3 separate regions of the Macaca mulatta genome follow, and all the other regions are linked to region 2. The links are chromatin contacts, called in public Hi-C maps. All regions are on one chromosome and are shown on one strand. The core of a region is the stretch at or near the end of the contact, and the rest is flanking DNA. Distances in the headings are between cores, read along the strand shown. Region 1 holds the start of TANGO2 (transport and golgi organization 2 homolog). Region 2 holds the start of DGCR8 (DGCR8 microprocessor complex subunit). Region 3 holds the start of TRMT2A (tRNA methyltransferase 2 homolog A).

What was found. Hi-C and Micro-C count contacts between places; a contact is called where the count stands out from the background.
Region 1: a Hi-C map of fetal cortex germinal zone shows a contact between it and region 2, with 2.2 times the contacts expected there. The contact joins the promoter of TANGO2 here to the promoter of DGCR8 in region 2. A contact is called at or near these places in 3 of 14 Hi-C or Micro-C datasets (cortical neurons, fetal cortex germinal zone and liver).
Region 3: a contact with region 2 is called in a Hi-C map of fetal cortex germinal zone, with 2.7 times the contacts expected there. The contact joins the promoter of TRMT2A here to the promoter of DGCR8 in region 2. A contact is called at or near these places in 5 of 14 Hi-C or Micro-C datasets (cortical neurons, fetal cortex germinal zone, fetal cortical plate and 2 more).

What each region holds. Positions count from the first base shown.
Region 1 is chr10:32,664,169-32,667,730 of T2T-MMU8v2.0, forward strand. It overlaps TANGO2 (transport and golgi organization 2 homolog), which reads right to left and starts at 1,521. Exons shown (of 9, transcript XM_015149734.3): 1 at 1,430-1,521.
Region 2 is chr10:32,603,003-32,607,113 of T2T-MMU8v2.0, forward strand. DGCR8 (DGCR8 microprocessor complex subunit) reads right to left here and starts at 1,984. Exons shown (of 14, transcript NM_001194750.1): 1 at 1,866-1,984.
Region 3 is chr10:32,565,149-32,568,758 of T2T-MMU8v2.0, forward strand. TRMT2A (tRNA methyltransferase 2 homolog A) reads left to right here and starts at 1,552. Exons shown (of 13, transcript XM_077950841.1): 1 at 1,552-1,679; 2 at 1,785-1,874; 3 at 2,149-2,723; 4 at 2,981-3,089; 5 at 3,307-3,488. The coding sequence starts at 1,851. RANBP1 (RAN binding protein 1) reads right to left here and starts at 1,267. Exons shown (of 6, transcript NM_001260864.2): 1 at 1,119-1,267. The coding sequence starts at 1,133.

The sequences.
Region 1 (3,562 bases), core at 271-2,770, 61 kb after region 2:
GCCCAGGCAGAGCTGACAGCTGGTCATCTCAGCTCAGGGAAGGGCTATGGCCACCACACATCACAGCAGGCAGGCGCTTGGTCTGAGGGGCCTGCAGTCTGGGGACATGCAAGTAACACAAAGCTGTGTAGGGGCCCAAGAGGGTGGGGGCACCAGGGCACCCCACCCTGGACCACCAGAGCAGTAGGATCCTGCGGGAACAGAGGCTCTGCTGTGTCCATCTAACAACATGGTCACCCTCTCCAGCTGCCCCCAACCCACCCAACAGGACACAGATGCAGGAAAACTCCTAGGAGAGTGGCCCAGGAGTAGTAGAGGCACTGGGAGCGGGCCCTGGATCTGAATGACCTTGGGAACACCATCTGTCCCCTTAGCCTGAGTTTTCCTTGTGGGAGCAGGACTGGATCAAAGAATGCTTGCCCCAAAAGGCTGCCCAAAGGCAAATGAGCTAGCGTGAGAAAGCCTTCCAAAGAGCTACTCAGCTACCCCTTACAGCTGCTGTCACATCTGCCTCATGGAAGAGGGCTCTGCCCCCAGAGTGGCAGCAAAACAGTGGTTAGTAGGTCTGGAGCCACACAATAGGCCTGGCCAGTGCAGACAGCCCTGGCCAGGACAGGGCATGTGACATTCCTGAAGAGGAAGGGGGCCTGAGGCCCAGGGACTTGTCCAAGGGCAGAAGGTTCACTCTAAAGCTTGTGGCCCAGCAGGAAGCCAAGGGAGCACAGAAGAGGTGCTGGGGGCAGGGAAGGTGGGGGGTCTCAGCAAACAGCCCTCTCTGTGCCCACTTCCCTAGAGGAAAACGGGCAAAGCCCAGGCTGCGGTGGGGCAAGGACTGCCCTGAGTGCAGCCCTGCCAGCCCCTACCTCTGATGCCCTGGAGGTGGGGGTGGGGGATGTAACTACCCAAACCTCCCCAGGAAGGCCGCATTCAGGCGCAGGGATGACCCAGCACTTACTAACTACTCACACCCACATTAGCTGTCACCCTGCTGGCCCGCAGCAGGCCGCAGGTAGGGGACAGAGTGACTGGGCTCCAGAGCTGTCCCTGATGCTGCCAAGGCCGCGCAGCCCACCCACCCTGCAGGGACCACGCAGCTCCCGGCCCTGTCAGTCTCAGCCTCCCCGCAGCGAGTCTGGTTCCCACCTGCCAGTGTCCCTCGCATCCCGTGTCAGCGGGTAGTATCAAAAACGCCTTCCAGTAAGGCGCGGGGCATTTTCGTCGGCCGGATCGACGTGGTAGCCCCTGACCCAGCCGCCTGATTCTATACCATACCTCAGAAAGGGGAAACTGAGGCAGGGCAAGGCGGTGCGGCCAGCCCACCCACCTTCAAGCAGCCTAGCCCGGTCCGCGCACCCAGAGCCCGGTGCCCCCGAGCCCAGGCCGGCCAGGCAACCAGAGGAGTCGGCCAGCCCCGGAGCCGCGCACTCACCGCCTCCGCCGCCGCCGCCGACTTCCGGGTGCCGCGCCCGCGCGCCACCGCAGCCAGCCCAGTCCCCGCCCGGCCCGAAGCCGGCGCCTTCACCATTGGGCCGCGCAGCGAGGGGCGGGGCGGCGCGCCGCATGCCGGAGTCCCGTTGGCTGCGCGCGCTGTCGCTCGGAGGCTGCAGTCTCCTGGCGCCCCGCCCCCGAGGCTGCGCCATGGCTTGGGGCTGCGCAGGCGTCTGAGCGCTTCCCGATCCCGCGGCCTTCGGGTACTCCGCGACTCCCTGCCTGCGGGGACGCCCTGGAAGGTTGCAGCCGCTCCTCAGCTCATGCCCTCATGGACACCATCTGTCACCTGCCTACCCTGCAGCCTCTCTCGAAAGAGCTACAGGAATGCTCACTTCCAGAACGGCCCCCTCAGACTGCGACTTGGTCTTCCCATCCTGTCCACTCAACCCCGCCTCTAGACCTGGCCATCCTCCTCCTGGCCATCCTTTCCTTCACTTTATGGCCTCCAGGTCGGCTCTTTCCTCCTTGATGTCCCTGCCATTCCCAGTATGGACCCCAGACCCTGGACTAGGCATTTGAGTACTATACCTTGCACACCCATCCCCTCCCCTACTTTCACCCCTACACTGTAGCCTCTGAGCTCACATCCAGGTCCAGGCCCCAGTGACGAGGGGCTGGCCCAGCTTGACTTGTGCAAGGCGAGCAGGTGGACACTGACTGGGGCCCTCCCAACAGGACAGAGGCATGAGCTGGGACCCCTGCTCCAGTGGCCTCTGGGCTGTGCCTGGGCCTATGTGGCAGAAAGGTGGAGAGTCAAAGCCCAGAGGCCCATGCCCTGCCTCAAAGAGTGAGCACTCAAAAAACTATGACATGGATGACAAGGACATTAGGGATAATGATAATGTGTAAAGCACTTTAAACCCAATGTCTGGGTCAGCAGTTCTTTCACCCCACTTTATAGATGTAAACATGTAAACACTGAGACTTGGAGGAGTTATGTCATTCAGTTGAAGTCAAAAAAGGTGGCAAGCACGAGAGGCTTCAACCTGCGTTGAAGACCTAGGTGCCCTGATGCCCTGCAGAAAACTGGGGCTCAGGGATGGGAAGAACCTGGCTGGTAATCAGCAAAGGCAAGAGTCTAACCTGGACCTACATGCAGGCCCGTTGTGCTCCACACTTTTGCTGTCTTATCTGTGTTTCTCCTGGAATCCAACAGAACCTTTTATAACAAGTAAACCAAGGACTCCAGATGTCCAGGGACTCATGGCCAGTGGGCCGCAGACCTAGCCAGACATAGTTGTCTCTCCCACCATCCAGCAGTGGGATCGTGTAGGGCTGGTACCAGTGATTTCCCTCTAAGCAGCCAAATCTATGCAATCTGTAGGGCCAAGAGGTGGTGATGGTGGACAAGTGGGATCTGAGGCTTGGGGGTGATGGACTCTGCCCTGGGGTTCATGGCAGCAGCTGCAGAGTGGGCTGCCCCAAAGCACCAGACCATGCACCTCAAAGCTGGACAAGAGTTGACCAAGGTTTCCCTTTGCGCACAAAGAGGGATGCAGTAACATGTCAGATGGTGGTTTGCATCCTGTTCTGTCATAGCTTGTGGCCTTGGGCCAACCCCACCCCCAGCCATACTTTTCCCAGCTAGACAGGGCCAGAGAAGACACTCTGATGTTCTTTGTTACCACTGACACTCCAGTCTGGATGACATATGATGCCAGGAAACAGGTGACAGCAGATGAGATGGGTCTAGAGTGGGCACCTAAGCCCTGGGAGCTTGGGGCTGCAACAGGCTCACTGGCATCCAACCTCTAATTGCACATAGATAGGAAGCTCACTACCTCCTGTGGCCACTCTTTTGGTTTCAACAGCTCCAACTGTTGAAAAGTTCTTCTTGACACCCAGCTGAAAGCATTTTCTCTCTGTGGCTTTCCCTGTGGGCCCCATAGCTGTCCCTATGGAGCTAGGTGACAGGATGAGAGAGGGAGGACACTGGGCTACTGGTCCCTGTGGTCTCCCTTGCTGTGTTTTTCTTTTTTTTTTTTTTTTTTTTTGAGATGGAGTCTTGCTCTGTCTTCTAGGCTGCAGTGCAGTGGTTCAGTCTCAGCTCACTGCAACCTCCGCCTCCCAG
Region 2 (4,111 bases), core at 734-3,233:
AAACAAAAAATTAGCCGGGCATGGTGGTGGGTGCCTATAGTCCCAGCTACTCAGGAGGCTGAGGCAGGAGAATGGCATGAACCCAGGAGGTGGAGATTGCAGTGAGCGGAGATTGCGCCACTGCACTCCAGCCTGGGCAACAAAGTGAGATTCCATCTCAAAAAAAAAAAAAAAAGGTCACTCTGTGTCCAGGCATAGTGGCTGACGCCTGTAATCCCAGGGCTTTGGGAGGCTGAGGCAGGCAGATCATTTGAGGTCAGGAGTTTGAGACCAGCCCGGCCAACATGGTGAAACCCCGTCTCTACTAAAAATACAAAAATCAGCTGGGCGCGGTGGTTGTGGAAGCCTGCAGTCCCAGCTACTTGGGAGGCTGAGGCAGGAGAATCACTTGAACCCGGGAGGCAGAAGTTGCGTGAGCTGAGATCGCACCACTGCACTCCAGTCTGGGCGACAGGGCAAGATTCTGTCTTAAAAAAAAAAAAAAAAAAAAAAAAGAAGAGGAAGAAGAATCACTCTGTGTCCAGAAAAACTATAGGTGGTGGATGGGGAGTGAGGACCAAAGGTGACAGTAAAGAGAATTAGAGGTTCACTAGGTAGGCTGGGCCAGGATGTTAACCTGGAGGTGGTGGAAAACGGTCTGTGCTTAGAAATAGAAGGTGAGTTGACAGGGCCTCCTGTCAACTGCATGAAGTTATAAGAAAAAGAGGAATCAAAGGGACTTTAGACAGGCCAAGGAATGTTTTGGCATGGGTGAAGATTTGAGTTTGGTTTGGATATGGCTATTTGGCACCAGAGTAACACATGGAGATATAGAAGAGGTGGCCAGAAACACCAGGCTGGAGCCTAGAAGGGAGGCCAGGGCTGGAGCTGTTAAGATGTCAAGGAAAGTTGGCATTAAAGCCAGGAGGCTGGATGACATCACAAAGGAGGGGGCTACAACAACAGAGTCTAAGACTGGGCAAGCCAGCCAGAAAGCACATTTCCTACCCCAAGGTCGTGGTGAGACTACAAAACAACCCCTGGGAAGTGCTCCACACAGTGCCTGGCCGCAAAGGGCTCAAAGGGGAGCTCTCCGCCCATAGGCCTCCCCACTGCTCCAGCTGACCAAACACCGGATGCAAACCCTGCCTTGCCAACAGGACCATCAGACAGGAATGGGCTCAAGGCAAGCTCCCCTGGACCCCTGGCACGGGGAGAAAACCCATACACTTGGACAGCACCCTTCTTCCTAGTCCACTTGCTGTGCTAGCTAACCGAGGCACTGGCCGCGACCGGCCAGCACCAGTGCCAGCGCCATGGATGCTGCTTTTTGGTCAAGTCTCTCCCGCTGCAGCCTCCCGCCCAACCCAGCGGCAGTATGACCTCATCCGTTCCTTTTGTCATCCTCCAACAGGCCTCACATCCCGCACTTAGAGGCAACACTGGGTACCCCGCGCTGGCCATTCACTCCCTTTTGTGAGTGAAGGCCTGCAGCAGGGTTTGGGCCACACCCACAGCCAGGAGTCTAGTCTGGCCAGGAAATAGTGGATCCTCGCCTGGTGGTTGGCCTCGAACAGTCGACAGCCATAGACGGGACTGCCGTACAGGAACAAGGTACATGCAAGCATGCAAAAAGGCAAATCAGACTCCTGCCACAAGAAAGCCAAGTCCATCGGTTGACACCAGACAGGCATCACTGTCAACAGGTTGCCACCTTCCATTTATTTCCGCCATGCTCATTGTTACAATAAAACCGTATCCCAATTATCTACGTGACACTCAACCAGTGAGCATTTGGTGGACAAAAAGACTTAGGCGACTTCTTGGATTTCCCAAACTGTGTTAACGCCAGCAGGGTCCCAGGCGAGCACTGTCCCTGCCCACACCTTTCCCGCCTGAAGGCGATGCTAGGGCTTCGGGCCCGCAGGGAGAGGAGCCTCTTTACCCCTGCGGACAGCGACCAGAGTCGGCAACGCCTGGGCCCGGGGCCAGCCCCCCCAGCCCCGGAGGGGTCCCCACCCCGCGCTCTCCACCGCCCGCGGCCATGTTGCCTCACAAAGGCCGGGCTCCGCGCCCCGGCCCCGCCCCACCCGCGGCCTCGGTCCCGGAGGGAGGCGGGAGGGAAGGGCGCGCCCTCGCGCAGGCCGCAGCGCCCGCCCGCCCGCCCGCGGGGCGCCCCTCGCGCCCCGCACCTACCTGAGGCGCCCGCGGGCTACCCGAGCCGCCCGCAGCCAGACCACAGCCGGGAAAGCCTCACCGACCGACCGCCGCAGCCATCTGGAAAGCCTGTCCAGACCCTCCGGTCGCCGGGACCAGCCTGCCGCGCCGGGCGAGCGGAGGGCGGACCTTCGCAGCGCGCGGCCAATCCCCGCACGCGGCCGCCCCGCATTGGGGGAGCCGCGGAGCGGGCTGCGGAGGCCGCCAATCGGTGGCGCGTAGCGCGCGCGTCCGCGGCGCGCGGCCCAATAGCGCGGCCGCGCGGGCGGGACCAGACCCCCAGGCCGCTGTCGCGCTAACAGTCGCTGCCCGGGCGGGGCTCGCCGGCCGGAGGGCGGCGGCCGCGAGGAGCGACGGGAACGGGAAATGCCGGGAATGCCGGGAGCGGGGGAGCGCGGGAAGCGCGGGGAGCGCCGGGAATGCCGGGAACAGGGAGCGCGGGGTAAGCCGGGAGCGGACGCGCAGACGGGCCACCTTCAGTGGAGACTGCAGAAGAGACCGTGCACACACAGGCGTTACACAACCCGGTTGAAAGCATCACTGTATCAGACGTCATCATTTACAAAGAACGCGTGTGCTCAACTGTCTGGAGCTTTTCCATTTTCTAATACTATAACAGGAGATCCCAAACAGGGAGGGTTAGGCCGGACGCGGTGGCTTGCGCCTGTAATCCCTAGAGCTTTGGGAGGTCGAGGCAGGAGGATTACTTGAGCCCAGGAGTTCGAGACCAGCCAGGCCAACATAGTGAGACCCCAGTATCTACATTTTTTTTTTTTGAGATGGAGTCTCGCTTTGTCACCCAGGCTGGGGTGCAACTTCTACCTCCCGGGTTCAAGTGGTTCTCCTGGCTCACCCATCCGAGTAACTGGGATTACAGGCGCCACCAGCACGCCCGGCTAATTTTTATGTTTTTGGTAGAGACGGGGTTTCACCATGTTGGCCAGGCTGGTATCAAACTCCTGGGCTCAATTGATCTGCCTGCCTCGGCCTCCGAAAGTGCTGGGATTACAGGCGTTAGGCACTGCGCTTGGCTCAAAAAATTTTTTTAATTAGCTGCTTGGTGGCGGGTGCCTGTGGTCCGAGCTGCTCGGGAGGCTGAGGTGGAAGGATCGCCTGAATCCAGGAGTTCCAGGCTGCAGTGCTCCGAGATGGCACCACTTTCACTCCAGCCTGGGCGATAGAGTGAGAGTCCGTCTCAAAAAAAAAAAAAAAAAAAAAAAGGAAAAGGAGGATATGAGTAAGTGAGGGTACAGCTCTTCCTTAGACTAACTTTCCTGTCAATAAATGTGGAAGGAATAGTGGAAATAGAAAAATTTCCCATTAGGTAGCCACCCCAATAATAGCTGCTGCAGACGAAAATCTTGAGTGATAAAAATAGTGGGCCGGGCCCTGTGGCTCAGGCCTGTAATCCCAGCACTTTGAGAGGCCCAGGCAGGCGGATCACTTGAGCCCAGGAGTTCGACACTAGCCTGGGCAACGTGGCGAAACCTTGTCCCTTGTCTCTACTAAAAATACAAAAAGTAGCCAGGCGTGGTGGCGGGTGCTTGTAATCCCAGCTACTCGGGAGGCTGAGGCAGGAGAATCGCTTGAACCTGGGAGGTGAAGGTTGCAATGAGCTGAGATTGCACTCCAGCCTGGGCGACAGAACGAGACTGTCTCCAAAAAAATAGTGGGCAAGGCCGGGTATGGTGACTCATGCCTGTAATCCCAGCACTTTGGGAGGCCGAGGCGGGCAGATCACTTGAGGTCAGGAGTTCTAGACCAGCCTGACCAACATGGTGAAACCTTGTCTCTACTACAAATACAAAAAATTAGCTGGGCGTGGTGTCACGCACCTGTAGTCCCAGCTACTTAGGAAGCTGAGGCAGGAGAATTGCTTGAACCTAGGATGTGGAGATTGCAGAGAGCCAAGATC
Region 3 (3,610 bases), core at 302-2,801, 38 kb before region 2:
TTGACAGACATCAGTCAGATCTGTGCACAGACTGATGGTGGGCCCTACAACTCCGCCAGCACTTGCAGAGTGGCCTGGGAGTAACTGCCTCATCTCTTTGAGCATCAGTTTCTTCCTCATCCATAAAATGCAGACGATACCTGCTGTGTGAAGATCAAAGGACACAATGATGGGTCGAAATAGATTTTGAAATGTTACTTTAAAGCAAAATGTAACTATTTCAGCTTTTACTAATTAGGAAATAGTTGTGCTCTTGCTTACTAGAATGAAAAAAGTCGCTACAGGACTGGTAGTATTTACATTGGATTCATAGCTCTGCCAGCAATTTTTTCACAGTTCAAGAAATTAAGTTAGTAACTAGATAAATTGTACCGGTGAAAGTCATGAAATCCTGACCCAATTTAGAGGATAAGAGAGCACCAATAATCATATTTTAGGTTCGAGTCTTCCAGAACACGTGCCTTGGTCACCCAGAAGTCCATAAGAGACCTAAGACTTCACCACTAGACTCAAACTGGAAAAGAAAACATAAGCTTTTCGCTGCTCTTCTGTGTTTCCCACAGCACTGCGGCTCTGCAGCGGCCCGCACTCAACCATACACCTCAGCCAACAAAGCCGCCGCCCGGGTCGGCGCGTCCAGGACCTGTGCCCCACGCTGGAACGCGAGCTTCTGCCACAGAGGCCAGAGCCGGTTCCACACGTGAGAACCGAATGAATGAAGTGCTGCGTGGGCGACGGAAGGAATAAATGCACCGTACTAGTGGGAAGCCCCAAGTGGGCCGAGCCGGAGGAAACCCGCCGCCCGCACCAGTTCCCGGAGGCTGGGGCCGCCCCGCGTGGCGACGGCCGCCCCCAACCCACCCCAAGGTCACGCGGGCGCCCTGCAGCCCCCAGGCCTCTGCAGAGCCTGCACCCCCAGAAGCCCCAACTCCGCAGGCCTCGAGCCCCCAAACCCCACGCGTCCCGACCCCGCGCCACCGAGGCCCAGCAGACGGCCGAACCTGCAGGCCGGCGGGGGTTGGTGGCTGCTGCGCGGGCCGCCCACGTGGCCGCTGATAACGGCCCCGGTCCCACCGGCCCCGCCCGCCCACCCTGTCCCCGCTTGGGCCAGGCCGCACCTTGGCGGCCGCCATGGGGGCGCGGCGGCGGCGGCGGCTCGGCTGGGTCGGTCGTCGCTGGCTCCGCGGCCTCTGGGCGGCTACTCGTAGCTCCTTCCCTCCGCGTCTGGCGCCGGCGCCTCCCGCCCGCCCGCTCTTCCCTCCGCCCCGCGACCCGAACCTCGACCCCTGACCCCAGCGGCGGGAAACGCGCCGCGATTCAAAACCAGTACAGCTTTATTGGCTCAGGCGGCGGACACTCTCATTGTCCGGCCCGCCCCGCGCTTCCCGCCAAAACGCCCGTGGCGCATGCCCGGCCCGCCCGTCAGCCAGAGGAGCGCGCATTCCCGGCGACCCCTGCGCGCACTTCCGTCCCGGCCACGCGCGCCCCAAGAGCTGGCTAAAGTGGTTGGAGCCGGCGCGTGGCTATGATGTTGCAGGAAGTCAGGATCATAGAGACGCTCGGCCTCCGCGGCACGCGCTGGCGGACTAAGAGTGGCTGGCGAAGCGTGCGGCCGGCGCGGGCCCCTGGCGGGCGGGCGGTGCAGCCCGAAGCCTGAGACCAGGACCTGAGCACCGCAGGTTCGAGTACCGCCCCATCTGGGTCGAAGCCGGGGCTGGCGGCGACCTCGCGGCGTTGCACTGGCTCTCTGAGCACTTCCCCTCTGAGCACTTCCCTTGTGACAGGCCCAGGACGAGGTGACCAGGCGGCCCCCGTGGCACCCCTGGTCTAGGCGGAGAACCGCCTGAACGATGAGTGAGAACCTCGACAACGAGGTAGAGTGCGGGGAGACGCTGGGTAGAGACGGGGATGGGGTGGGAGGAGGCGGGGTGGGGCAGGAAACCTGCCAGAGAATAGGTGGGGACGAGGAGGATGCGATGGGGGAGGAAAGGAGACGGGAATGGGGTCGGGAGGGTAGAATGGGGGAGGGGAGGGGCAGGGTTGAGTGCAGAGTGCACCGACGGAGGTTTGGGTGTGCCATAGGGGAACCTGGGGGGCCAGGCCCCAGGGTCTAGTCCTCACCGTAGCACCCCATCTGTCCCCACACAGGGCCCAAAGCCCATGGAGAGCTGTGGCCAGGAGAGCAGCAGTGCCCCGAGCTGCCCTACAGCCTCGGTGCTCCCTGCAGACCCGGCAGCCCTGGAGGAGGTGGAGAAAGAGGGCGCTGGAGCAGCTACAGGGCCGGGGCCTCAACCTGGGCTCTACAGCTACATCAGGGATGACTTGTTTACCTCTGAGATCTTCAAACTGGAGCTGCAGAACGTGCCTCGCCACGCCAGCTTCAGCGACGTCCGGCGCTTCCTGGGCCGCTTTGGCCTGCAGCCCCACAAAACCAAACTCTTTGGGCAACCACCCTGCGCCTTTGTGACATTCCGCAGCGCTGCAGAGAGGGACAAGGCCCTGCGAGTTTTGCATGGTGCCCTCTGGAAAGGCCGCCCACTCAGTGTGCGCCTGGCCCGACCCAAGGCCGACCCCATGGCCAGGAGGAGGCGACAGGAGGGTGAGAGTGAGCCACCAGCAACACGAGTGGCCGACGTGGTGACCCCTCTATGGACAGTGCCCTATGCTGAGCAGCTTGAGCGGAAGCAGCTGGAGTGCGAGCAGGTGCTGCAGAAACTCGCCAAGTGAGTGAGGGCGCAAGACACCCCTCCTGGCTGGGGCTCTGCCCGGCCCTGTGCTTCCTCAGCCTGCCTGTGCACCAGTCGGGAGGCCCAGCACAGGATCTGGCGGCCCCTTTGGGAGCTAGCGAGTGGGACACCCATGTTACAGGGGGCACAATGAGGTCCGAAAGGAGGGATTGGGAGCCTGGACATTGGGGAGTGGCCTAGCATGGGTGGGGGACAGTAGGTGGAGTCCAACCACAGATCTGCTCCTCTTACAGGGAAATCGGGAGCACCAACCGTGCCTTGCTGCCCTGGCTGCTCGAGCAGAGGCACAAGCACAACAAGGCCTGCTGCCCACTGGAGGGGGTCAGGCCATCACCCCAGCAGGTCAGGCTAGACTTCGGTGGCCACAAACCCCTATCCCGGGATTTGAAAACTTTGCTTTTGCTCACCCTTCCTGTTGATCTTTTTGTTTTCTCTGGTAACTTATCACATAGCTATCAGCTATTCCTCTTGTTTGACTGCCAGCCCCTGTGGGGAAATCAGGGTTTCCAGGCACAAGTGCTGGGCAACCAGGGTAAGGTGCAGCTGTCTCTCCCTGCAGACTGAGTATCGTAATAAGTGTGAGTTTCTGGTTGGCGTCGGGGTGGATGGGGAGGATAACACCGTGGGCTGTCGGCTCGGCAAGTACAAGGGCGGGACGTGTGCTGTGGCGGCCCCGTTTGACACCGTGCACATCCCCGAAGCCACCAAGCAGGTGGTGAAGGCCTTCCAGGAGTTCATCCGGTGAGGACCTGTGACGGGGCTCCTGGGAAGTCCTGTGTGGTGTGGGAGCAGAGGGTGGGGATCCCACCCAGGGAATTCTGGAGTGCCTGCCATTTCAGCCAGTTGAAGGAAGGTGTGGCCAG